3 separate regions of the Mus musculus genome follow, and all the other regions are linked to region 3. Evidence: chromatin contacts called from public Micro-C and promoter capture Hi-C data. All regions are on one chromosome and are shown on one strand. The core of a region is the stretch at or near the end of the contact, and the rest is flanking DNA. Distances in the headings are between cores, read along the strand shown. Region 1 holds the start of Ppib (peptidylprolyl isomerase B). Region 2 overlaps Csnk1g1 (casein kinase 1, gamma 1). Region 3 overlaps Zfp609 (zinc finger protein 609).

Evidence for each region. Hi-C and Micro-C count contacts between places; a contact is called where the count stands out from the background. Capture Hi-C pulls out chosen DNA fragments and counts their contacts.
Region 1: a Micro-C map of palatal mesenchyme shows a contact between it and region 3, with 2.9 times the contacts expected there. The contact joins the promoter of Ppib here to the enhancer-like site in region 3. A contact is called at or near these places in 1 of 15 datasets of contacts at CTCF or cohesin (large pre-B cells), 1 of 484 Hi-C or Micro-C datasets (palatal mesenchyme), 1 of 115 datasets of contacts at active chromatin or transcription factors (large pre-B cells) and 1 of 9 other capture datasets (pancreatic islet).
Region 2: a contact with region 3 is called in a promoter capture Hi-C map of adipose tissue. The contact joins two enhancer-like sites. A contact is called at or near these places in 1 of 484 Hi-C or Micro-C datasets (liver) and 1 of 9 other capture datasets (adipose tissue).

What each region holds. Positions count from the first base shown.
Region 1 is chr9:66,058,268-66,062,096 of GRCm38.p6, forward strand. It overlaps Ppib (peptidylprolyl isomerase B), which reads left to right and starts at 1,902. Exons shown (of 5, transcript NM_011149.2): 1 at 1,902-2,133; 2 at 3,200-3,313. The coding sequence starts at 1,999.
Region 2 is chr9:66,002,697-66,006,825 of GRCm38.p6, forward strand. The region is part of intron 7 of Csnk1g1 (casein kinase 1, gamma 1); the gene reads left to right. Among named protein-coding and RNA genes, the nearest start is that of Gm22657, 52 kb to the left of the region's middle. Within about 2 kb of position 1,930, at least 58 of the 459 cell types and tissues checked have an H3K27ac peak or open chromatin away from gene starts, as enhancers often do. A contact at or near this core is called in adipose tissue, where this site is marked.
Region 3 is chr9:65,741,145-65,745,391 of GRCm38.p6, forward strand. The region is part of intron 2 of Zfp609 (zinc finger protein 609); the gene reads right to left. Among named protein-coding and RNA genes, the nearest start is that of Oaz2, 67 kb to the left of the region's middle. Within about 2 kb of position 2,992, at least 140 of the 459 cell types and tissues checked have an H3K27ac peak or open chromatin away from gene starts, as enhancers often do. A contact at or near this core is called in adipose tissue, palatal mesenchyme and pancreatic islet, where this site is marked.

The DNA of each region.
Region 1 (3,829 bases), core at 652-3,151, 320 kb after region 3:
TGTTGTGATAGCTGTCACAAGGAAACTTTTCCCCCCAAGGTTTTACTCAAGTATGAAAAACCTACACTGGTTGGTGTCAGACCCCAGAAAGTCGAACTAGCCTGGCTAGGTCATGCCGAGCTGAGTTTTATTCTTGCCTCTTTGCCTGGCAACAGGAACAGCTGAGAGCTCATATCCAGAACCTGAAGCAGGAAGCAGAACACTAGCTAGGAATAGTGCAGGGCTTTGAAACCTCATATCCTACCAAGTGATGAGCTTCCTCCAACAAGGCCCCACCTTCTAAGCCTGCCCAAACAGCAGCACAACTGGAGATCAAGCATTCAAATGCCCGAGCCTATAGGGTAAATATCACTGGAATCAGCACAGTGTAAGACTCCAAACGCCAAAGTGTGTGCACTATAGAATGGAGCAACACCAAGTGTGTGTTACAACCGAAAACAGCCCATGGAAGCACCTGCAGCTATGAAAAAGAAAAGGCAGTCAGCCACAGACCTTTGTATATGTTATTTTCCACTTCTATGTTAATGTGAAGCCACCCCAACCAATACCTGCTGAGCACCGAGCCCTGGAGACAGGCTAGGGGAGCTATGTAAAGACTATGTGCAGCAAGGGCTCATTCTCCTAAAACAAAGTGCGAAGAAAAGAAATTTAACACCAGGAGCCGGTAGGATAACTCAGGTTCAGTAAAGTTGCCTGCTGCCTCTGAGCCAAAGGACATGGGTTCAACCCTCAGAGTCCCTGTGATGTAAGGAGAGAATAAACTCCCTCCACATGCAGGTAACTACGTGTCTACCCACTCACATGCAATGAGACATTGTAAAAAGGAAAAGATAAATACCAAAGTATCCAACAGAATGCATCCTTTCATAGGCGCACACAGCAGTTAAGCACAGGATTCCAAGACAAAGATGAGTAGTAAATTAGTAAAAACTAAAAATGGAAGCAGTGTGTGTGTGTGTGTGTGTGTGTGTGTGTAATGCATGCACATTATGTGTAGAGCTCTTATCATTCTGGGCCTTCATTTTGAGACAGGATCTCTACCTCAATCAAAGAACTAGTCTGGAAGCAAGCAAGGCTACCAGACCCGCCTATGTCCAGCACCACTACAGCACTAGGATTAGAGTCATAAAGTATGGCCATGATCTGCTTTTAGAGCTGGGTCCAAATTCAGGTCCTCATGATTGTGGAGCAAGAACCTTAACACTGAGCCATCTCTTCACCCCTCGACTCCACCCCTTTTTTGTTCTCGGGCATAGGTGTTACTATATTATGCTTAATAGCCAGAAACTAACTACATAGAAGCCGCCTTAAACTCACAGAAATCTTTCTGCTTCTTCCTCCAAGGTGCTGGGATTAAAGAGACGTGCAACCATGACTGGTCGTGTTCGTTTTAAGACAAGGTCTCACTCTAGTCCAAAAAGAACTAGTAGTCACTCTGTAGCCCAGGCTGGCCTTGAACTTTTTACCATCCTACTTCACCCTGCCCAGTGCTGGGATGACGGGTGTGAGCCACTACGCCCGGTCCCCAAGCAAGGCATTATAGAAGATATAGAAGGCTATGCTGTAACGCTCAACCGCTAAATTCAACCCCTAGTACTAAGGTTAAGTGTGTCCAGTCTTCTGAAGACCACCTCCAAATTTGGCAGCGACTGGTCTTTGCACGCCGTGACAAAAGTCTGAAAGTTGGATGGGCAGGTGGGGTCGCAAGGCACGCTGGGGTGCGTAGTCTCTCTTTCTGATACCAATCCCAACGCTGCCTTTGCGCACCGCCTTGACATACCCAATCAGAGGGCTGTAACGTGGCAGCCACCCGCAGCCCCGCCCCCGGCAGCGCCTACCACTCGGCGTCGCTGCGCAGGGAGAACGTGGCGCGCTCCTGGCGCTACGAGACCGCCCGCGGCCCCGGGTCCACCCCACGCCTGGGCGGCCACGCGCACGCTGCGCGTCCACACCCTTTTCCGGTCCGGGCTGCCCGACCGCTCTTGCTGCTGCCGGTGGATGCTGCGCCTCTCGGAGCGCAATATGAAGGTGCTCTTCGCCGCCGCCCTCATCGTGGGCTCCGTCGTCTTCCTTTTGCTGCCCGGACCCTCCGTGGCCAACGATAAGAAGAAGGGACCTAAAGTCACAGTCAAGGTCTGGGCTCCCCTCACCAGCGAGGCCTGCCTTCCGCCGCCTTAGGTCCGGCTCAAGCCGGAGCGGGTCTGGCCCAGTAGTTCCGACCTGAGCGTCCTTGTTCTTGTTCAGTTCTTCCTTGGGTCGACTTTGATCTCTTGAAGCCAGGCTCGCCCTATCTACTCAGACTAGAGAATAACCCAGACTCCCCCAGCCCCCCGCCCTGACCCAGGATGCCCAGCTTCGGCCAGCACGGACATCCTTAGGACGGTCCCTTTGCACATCCCCTGCATTGCTGGGAAATGGTGATGGATCAGAATTGCCGAATCTTTTACTATGGTCTCTCCAGTTTAGTGTGTTTTGTAGCACACACAGTAAATATAGTTAAACTTGCAAGCACAGTGTATCTCCCTGTGTATGTCCCCCTTTTAATGTATGTTTCTATAATCTGGAATCATTTAAAGAGCACAGATTGCTATTCTATAGTCTTGAGAACGAAAACTTTTAAAAAATGTTACATTATTTACTTAGTAGGGAGAGGGACTCGGGTACCACAGTGCAACCGTAGAGGTCAGAGGACAGTTTGCAGGAGTCCATTCACGTTGGTCTCTGGTCTTCAGGCTTGGCCGCAACCGAATTTTCCTCTAAGCCATAAGGCAGTCTGTAATCCTTTCTTGGGGTGGACCCAAGTGCTGTGGCATATATTACTCCCAGCTACTTGAGGGAGACTACAATTTAGCAAGATTAATTACTGGGGTTATTAGCTCAGTGGTGGACGGCTTATCTGCAGTGGCCCACCATTTCGTACTCCCTAGTACTGGGGTTGGAGACTACTAGAGCTTTCATAAGTGTACAGATGGTTGTAGCCACCATCTAGGTGCTGAGAACAGAAGCTCTAGGGTCTGGGAAAGCAGCAGATGCTCTTAACAGCTGCTGTTTCTCCAGCCTGTTTGTTGGATTTGTACAAAGGTTTTGCCCTACTCAGCCACAGCTTTAGGCTTTGTTCTCACTCATGGGGTAACTCCTCAGGCCCTCCTCTACCAAGGCCCCTGTGAAGGCTAAGCTTGGACTTGTTCACTTTCCTTAGGTATACTTTGATTTACAAATTGGAGATGAATCTGTAGGACGAGTCGTCTTTGGACTCTTTGGAAAGACTGTTCCAAAAACAGTGGATAATTTTGTAGCCTTAGCTACAGGAGAGGTAAGTGGCTAACCCCACACAGTAGGGATGGGAGCAGCTGGGGCTTCAGAGTGTGGCCCGTGTGTAGTGGTAGACAGACTTCATTAGCTGGCTTCCCTGAGGATGAGATATTTTTGTATATTAAGTGGGAATAAAGGGGTCCAGTCTTTAATTCTGGAGAAGGCCCTGGAACTGCGGTGACTTACTCAGAGCCTCAGTTGCCCAGTTTGGCACTTCCCAGAGATTGGACTGGTTCTTCCAACCCCTGCTGCTTCCTACAGCTAGTCATAATAGAATAATAATCCACAGTGCTAAATCTGGCAGCCTCACAGTTGTCTCTGCCAAATGGTGTGGCGGCTACTGAAGTGTTAACGTGGTTTTATGTTAGAGAGAACATAGACAAACATGGTACTGTGTGGCTGCAATGTTTAGAGAGTAAACTTTAACATCTGATTTTTTTTTTTTTTTTTGAGTTTTTATTTGAATGTTCTTAGACCATGTGATATGACAAGTTTTGGAATAAGAGCTTTTGGGGGG
Region 2 (4,129 bases), core at 680-3,179, 260 kb after region 3:
CACCCACATGGCAGCTCATAACCAGCTGTAGCGTTAGTTCCAAGGAAGGAATCTGATCTGTTCTGAACTCTTTGGGACCAGGAACACATGTGGTACACAGACATACATGCAGGTAAAACATGATGTGGATAGTATGATTAGCCCAGTAGGTTATCCCTCATGGCAATTATCTTTATTATTCTATAAAGTATGTTTTGAGCATCTACCCTGTATGACAGTAGAGCACTTCCTCGTGTTGGTGTTCTGCGATTGCCACTGGAATTATCTCCAAAGTTAGGCTTCATGAGCCCAAGTGCTCTTCAGGTCAAATCTAATATGCCTTACCATTAGGTTTGTTCTCCATTTCTCTACATATTGTAGCGCGCTCTCTCTCTCTCTCTCCCCCTACCTCTCTCCCCCTCTCTCATGGTGTATGTGTGTGTATCAAGACAGGGTTTCACTATGTAGCCTTGAACTCAGAGATCTGGATACCTCTAACTCTCAAATTCCGCAACTAAAGACATGTGCCCCTGTGTTGATAAAAATTTTTGTAATTGGGTATAGTAGCATACACCTTTAATTTCAGCACTCTAGAGGCATAGGCAAATGGGTCCCCACGTTTGAGACCAACCTCATCTCCATAGCAAGTTTTAGGCCAATTGAGATTACCTAGTGAGACCATGTCTCAAACAAAACATAACTCATAAATGCTATCTCAGGTATCACACACTAGAGAAGTGTCCATGGGAGTTCTAATATTGTTGGCTTTTAAATGTGTAATATTTTTTTAAGTTGTAATGAGGGAGGGAGACCCTGGGAAATATATTGTCAAATAGCTCAGAGAAGTGCTCTTCACTTTGTAATGGAAGTTAGCAAAGGAAAAGGTGTTCTTCCTGGCACTACATCAGATGAGCTACCTCTCATTGATTAAAACATCCCAGCCCAGGTTTAAAACCATTATTTAATGGCTAAAATTAGAGAACACTCTTTCTTTGAGCAAAATACAATTAGCCTAAAATTGGGGTGTTGTGCCTGTAAAGCAAACACATTTTTCTTATAACCTGAAGGGAGCCTCCACCATGTTGAAGACATTTGTGTCTTGTTCATTTCCTAGTAGCGAAACCCTTCTTTGAAAACAACAACAACAACAACAACAAATCCACTGTGAAAAGTGAGGAGGACCTACCTATTGCATTACAGTGCAGACTATCCAAGCAAGTATGGAGACAGCACGTGCTGGTTTTCATTTACATTTTAAGACCTAGCTGCAGACAAACAGAAATGAAGATTTAAGACCTAATAGTTTAATATTGATTATTTTAAATTTTTAGAGCTCAGCCAGGTGGTGGTGCACACCTTTAATCCCAGCACTCGGGAGGCAGAGGCAGGTGGATTTCTGAGTTCCAGGCCAGCCTGGTCTACAGAGTGAGTTCCAGGATAGCCAGGGCTACACAGAGAAACACTGTCCTGAAAAACCAAAAATAAAATAAAATAAAATAAAATAAAATAAAAATAGATAAAAATAAATTTTTAGAGCTCAAAAATGATTTTTCAAATTACCTAAAATGGCCACATTATTTTCACATAAGAAACTGAGGCCCAATGTAGGTGGCTTGGCTGCATTTTCACTTTACTAGATGGTGTTAATATGAGTTAATAGGAACAGTGAGCACAGACCTAGGTCTCACACCTACTTTAGGTGTCATAGTTTCTCTATTCTGTGTCCCAGAGCAATGCTTTTTTTTTTCTCCTCAGGACTTACAGAGCTACATCATTTGTGTGTGTGTGGTGTGTGTGTGTGTGTGTGTGTGTGTGTGTGTGTGTGTGTGTGTGTGAAAATTGTAAATCTGTGGAGAGCTCGCCCTCTAGTGCTCACTTAGCTACAATTGAAGCATTCGCCTAGGGAATTTTTTTATCCTCCCCAGGCTTCCTGTTACGTACAGGAAACAGATATAAAAGCAGAGGTGTGATGCCGTGTGGGAAACTCTCCCACTGTGCTTCCCTGTCTGTCTGCTCACCTCACATGCTCTGCTCCTCTCCTCATTTCCTATGCTCTGTTAACAAACTTTTTGTCTGACTACTTGTTTTCAATCCCATAACATTTTATTGCAAATTTCAGACACCTCACGTAGGCCAAACTGTCTGGAGAGCTTGTGTTTTCTTACATCCTTTTAAACGCTTTTCCCCTCCTTTTATTCTTAGTTTTAATCCAGGACCTGTTCATTCAAGGAAGACCCTTCACAAAATTATGCCCCAGTCATGGGTGTCTCCTTTTTTTTTATTAGAAACTGCCTTTTCAAAACCCTTTTTGTCAGGCATAGTGGCCCATTTCTGTATTCTCAGCATTGTATAAGCAGAAGGCAGGAGGATCACCAGAAGTCCAAGGCTTGCCTGAGTTTCATAGTGAATTCCAGGCTAGCCTGGTCTACCAAATGAGACATCATCCTCAAAAACAAAACAAAAAGTTAAGGAAAATCCCCCTTCTGTCATAGTACTATTTATAAAGTTGCCTTTTCAGACAGGGTCACCCTCAAATGAAGAAGGTGAGCTGGAAGGTGTATGATGTAGGAACTGTTTAGAGGGCAACTATGAAGTAGTAGCAAGGAACAGTGATATGCACAGGTGACAGTAACAGAATGAAAGCTTTTAAGTTGAAACAGTTCATCTACTCTGTAGAGTACTGTTCATTTTTATGTTGTTAAAATATTTCTTGTTTATTTGACGTGTGTGTGTGTGTGTGTGTGTGTGTGTGTAAATCTATATTACTAACCCTCCAACTCCTCCTGGACCTCTTCCAACAATGCTCCTCTCACCTTCATCTTTTCCTTTTCTTCCTCCTCCTCTTCTGAATAACCCACTGAGTCCAGTTAGTGCTGCCTTCAAGAGCATAAGCCAAAATAAACTGACTTCCTCTTCCTCCAGCAACCATCAGTTGTCATTCACTCCTCAGCTGAGCCTCAGGAGCATCCCCCACCCACACTGGAGTTATTGGCTGGCTGCTGTAAGTTGATGAGTGCAGTGGCCATGTCCTGTCCCAAAGACTGTCGTTTATATAGCACTCTTTTCCATCCTCAGCCTTTACGTTCTTCCCACACCTCCTTCTGTGATGCCCTTGAGCTTTTCTGGAGGGTAGAGATAGCCCACTAGGGGAAGCACTCAGCAGTTTGGAGTCTCTCAGAAACTTTTCTGGCAAAAGTGGAGAACAGCACTAATATATGGGTCTAAACATAAATATTTAGTAGGCAGCTTGACGTGTCTTTAAGTAAAAAACAATAGCAGGTTTCCCACTTAGGCCCATTTCCAAAGAGCATGACACTTTGACCAGGTTTACAGTATCACTACTCATTCCTTCTTGTGCAAGTTTCCCATAATTTGAGACAGCAGCTATGCTATGTTGTGCTGTATTTTTAGTCTGTGACTTTCCCAGCCTAGATGACAATCTTGGATTTTACTTTGAGTTCAGAAGATTAGAATCAAGTTGAAAGCGATAACTAAGCAAAGTGGTGGGACGTAGTCCTGTAATACCAACACTTGGGAAGCTGAGGTACAAGGATCATGAGTTTTAGGCCCACCTGTCTTAAATAAGACACATTCAAGGTAGTCTCTTAATTCTCCTTATGTGTATACACACACACACATACACATACATATCCCCGATTCCAGCCAGGGTATCATTTAGTCCAAGCTGGCCATGAACTCACCAAGATCATCTGCCTCTGCCTCTTTAGTGCTAGGGTTAAAGATGTACACCGCCAAGCCCAGCTGTAATCTCTTTTGGAGAAGCTCTAAACTTGGCTAAAACAAAAAGTAAATACAAATCATGCCTGTACTTTGAACACTTGAGAAGTGGAGACAGGATGATCATCCTGAGGTACATAGCGATTTGAGACTGTCTTGTGCTACATTAAAGCCTATCTCTGTAAAACAAGAACAATAAATAATAAATGCCTTGATGAGCCATAACTGGTAAGTTCAAAGTAGATGCATATACTAGTTAGTATTTAGTGTTGACATCCAAAGATCTTGTCAACTATTCCATAGTTACTAACTTATCTTCCTATTTCAAAGGAGAGAAAAGCTAGAAACGTAGTCAAGTTCCAAAGACAGCAACTTGTTTTGTGTATCCAGAGAGGACACTTTTAATGTTAAA
Region 3 (4,247 bases), core at 1,742-4,241:
GAACTCTGAGGGCGACAGTAATCACAGTGACTAACTTCCTGCTTATTGTGTGTGTGCCAAGCCCTTGGGAAAGCTTTTTACAGACATTTCATTTACTCCTTAAAACCCGCAGTGGTAGCCAGGCATGGTGGCGTATGCCTTTAATCCCAGCACTTGGGAGGCGGAAACAGGCGGATTTCTGAGGTCGAGGCTAGCCTGGTCTACAAAGTGAGTTCCAGGACGGCCAGGCTACACAGAGAAACCCTGTCTCGGAAAACCAAAACCAAACAAACAAACAACCACCACCCCCAAACAAACCCCTGCAGTGGTTACTTTTGGCAGTATGGCCTAGAATTCACTATGTAGCTAAAGACAACATCTAACTTCTAATCCTTGTGCCTCCACCTTCTTATTTATTCATTCATTTATTTATTTATTTATTTATTTTATGAGTACAGTGTACTTACATATAAGAGCAGTCAGTGCTCTTCTTAACTGCTGAATCATCTCTCCAGCCCATGCCTCCACCTTCTGAGTGCTGGGATTATCAGCATGTGCCACCATGTCCGGTTTATGTGGATACTGAACCTAGTGTTATGTGCATGCTAGGCAAGCATTCTGCTTTTAAACATGAATATATTGGGCCACATGGAGGGAGGAGAGAAACTTAAAGTTTCGGGGTGGAGTAAATCGTTGCTAAAGGTTTGGTTCCATTTGTCACTATTGGAATGTGGCGGTACAAAGTGGGCCTTAATGGGAGGAGGTTTTCAGGTCACTGGGAATTATGCTTTCAGAGGTAATTTCTTTTTTCTTTCTTTCTTTTTTTTTTTTTTGTTTTTGTTTTTGTTTTTTCGAGACAGGGTTTCTCTATAGCCCTGGCTGTCCTGGAACTCACTTTGTAGACCAGGCTGGCCTCGAACTAAAAAATCCACCTGCCTCTGCCTCCCGAGTGCTAGGATTAAAGGCGTGCGCCACCACACCTGGCTCAGAGGTAATTTCTTATTTTCTGTTTTCTACTTTTTTTGGTGGGGGTGGGGGGTTCAAGACATGGTTTCTCTGTGTAGCTCTGGGTGTCTTGGAACTCACTCTGTAGACCAGGCTGGCCTCAAACTCAGAAATCTGTCTGCCTCTGCCTCCCAAGTGCTGGGATTAAAGGCGAGTGCCACCACCGCCCGGCTAGGAGTCTACTTCTGATCAATGTTAGCTTTATGACCTACATATTTGAAAGTGTGGCAGCTGCCTGTCTGTAGTTTTCTGGCACCCTTTAATTGACAGATCACTGATTTTGAGTACAAATTCTATACTCTCTACTATGATTACTTTGAACTTAAAAGACTTCAATTCAATCAAAATTTTAATTATTCTGTCAAAGAGGGTACTTGCTATTTAGTACTCCAGTAAAGCAAATTAATTTTTTCTTAAAAAAAAATTAAGAAGTGTGTTGGTCCATGATTGTAACGCCAGCACCCTCAAAGCCCCAAAGGGCTATCATTCTCCACTACATAGTGAGTTTCAGGTCACACTCAACTGTTACATGAAACCTAGTGTCAAAACAGATGGAACTAAAATGGATAAATAAACCACTACCATCACCTACCCCACCCCCAACAAAATCAGGCATGATGGGGCATGCCTGTAAATTCAGTTCTTAGGGGGGGCTCTGGGTTCAAGGCAAATGAACTATGCAACAAGATCTTGTCAGAAAACCCTTACATCAGTGAGATGACAGGACAGGCACACAGATTTATGATATACAGATCAGTTCAATGTTTTTTCATTAACTAATTTGGTGGTCAGATGTAGCCCAAGCTGGCGAGAACTCTCTATGTAGATAAGGATGACTATCAAGTCCTGATTCACCTGCCTCCACCTTCCAGGTGAGCAATTACAGGAACGTGCCACCATGCCCGTCTGTTCAATGCTGTTGCTTTATAGCTAGAGAGAAGCAGATTCAGAAACAACCTGAGTGTTCATCAAAGAAGAATCTTTACTGTTGAGGACAAGTAGCCACAACCTATTTCTTTTTAGTGACTAAAAAGATACAAGGTCATATCACAGGGTGGAACAGCCCAGCAATGCTAAAGTGAGACCTATGAGAGCATAAATGATTCTTAAACAATCACCAACAGGGGAGGTCTGGAAGGACATTCCAGCTCATTCTGAGTAAGGAGATCCGAGATGACTTTACACTGAAAATTTATTATCCTTGTTTAAAATTTATGTTTTGAGAGAAAAGGGAGGTTTATGTATGCATTTCATTACAACAAAAGGTACTGAGTTAATAAGAAATGTGCAAGCAGGAAAAGTAAGAAGACTGGCCAGGTGGGGTGGCCATGTCTCTGACCCTAGCATGCAGGAGACAGAGGCAGGACACCCTAGTCCACATGGGAGATCCACACTAGCCAGGGTTGCATAGTGAGATATCAGGGAGGGTGGGGTGGTGGTACACAAAAGAATAAGGCTGGAGGTCAGAAAATAAAATAATTACTGCATGCTTGCTGGGGAGCAGGAGTATCTCAGTGTTGGTTGAGACAGGGTCTCTCCTTCATTGCTCTGAGAGTAACTAACCCACCATGTAGACCAGGCTGGCCTCAAATTCACAGAGCTCTGCATGCTTCTGCCTCCCAAATGCTGAGATTAAAGGTGAGTGCCACTATGCCTGGCTTCAGTAGTCTTCAAAAGGCAAATATGCATATGTACTATTATTGCTATTATTATATATTACTATCATCCTCACATATATGCACATATGTGGATATGTATATGTATATATAGGGATAAAAAAAAAACTACCATGGGAGTTACATTAAGACAGCCACAGATGGCATCTCTGAAGAGGTGTATTTAAACTGAGACCCAGGATGGGAAGGTGCCAGTCACATGAAGAACTTAAGAGTAAATAACAGGCAGAGAGAATGGCATATACAAACCTCTAAGGCAGGACAAAACTTAGCATACCTCCCAAGGATAACTTGCATTAAGTCTAGTTCTAGCTTTCCTGAACCAATAGGCATGTTTCACAAGCACACAGATATACAAGGTCTTTATTGAGAAATAAACAGCAATCCCAAACTCCTGTCTGTGGCAACCAGAATTCTGCCTGGAACAGAGCCAGAAAAAGCCATGTTTCTAGCACTTCTGAGAAAACTGTGGCTTCTGTTTATCAAATTAAAATGCAAAGCAGCTCATTCCTGTGTCACTAGAAACTGTCAGAGAGGGATTATGGTTCCCACCCCAAGGATGCAGGTCAGCTACACAATACCCATCTTCCAGTACTGAGAAGGAGGAGAAAGATTAGGCCTGCTTCCAAATAGCAGGCCTGCCTGCTTGTTACCGTGGTAACCTCCTTTCCCTGAGCTGCTCTCATTTGTCTCTCTCTGCCTGACCTTCATGTTGCTCTGACAGTTCTGAGGAGGAAAAGGTGCCTGCCTGCCAGCTAAGCACTCAGACTGAGGGCACTGAGCAAGAACAAGAGGCACTCAAATTCCCTCTTATTCTAGACTCCAAACTGTGACCTCAGAGAAAGAGATTTCTGGTGGCTCTTGTCATTCCACCCTTCCTGCCTGCTCTCAGGGACACCTCACTTCTCTGATATATCCTTTTAGTGTGAAGACTCTGAGTCAGAGTCAAGCAGGAGAGTGACAAGCCACAGAGAAGAGGAAAAATGAGGCATGACAAGCTGGACTACAGATAATAAAATACTAACTCAAAGCCGCCTGACATACAGCATCCTAGGTAGGCATAGCTGCTGATTTCCTCGCTGCAAGACTCGTGCTATGTGCACTGTCAGAAGAGAGATGGAGCCCCAAAGCTTAGTGCTTCCCACTGTTTTTCAAGACATGGATATACAGAGTTTGACCACTGATCAAACAATTACTGAGTTCTTTCCCTGGAAAGCTTTTATATTATGCACTGAACATTGAATGGTAAATGGAAAAGACCACTGAATACATAGAAATCAGACATTACTAGAGCTAGGCATCTGTCTCACCTCTGTGATTCCAGGACTCAAGAGGATGATGTAGAGCTGAGTTTCAAGCTAGCTAGGACTATATATTAAATCATACAAACCCCCAAAGAAGGAATGGGGGTGGGGCATGCTTGAAAACCTATAGGGCATGTGGATAACAGAAACAACTACCATTGAGGTTACATTAAGACAGCCACAGATGCTATCTCTGAAGAGGTGTATTTAAACTGAGACCCTGGATGGGAAGGTGCCAGTCACATGAAGAACCTAAGCATAAACAACAAGCAGAGGGAACAGC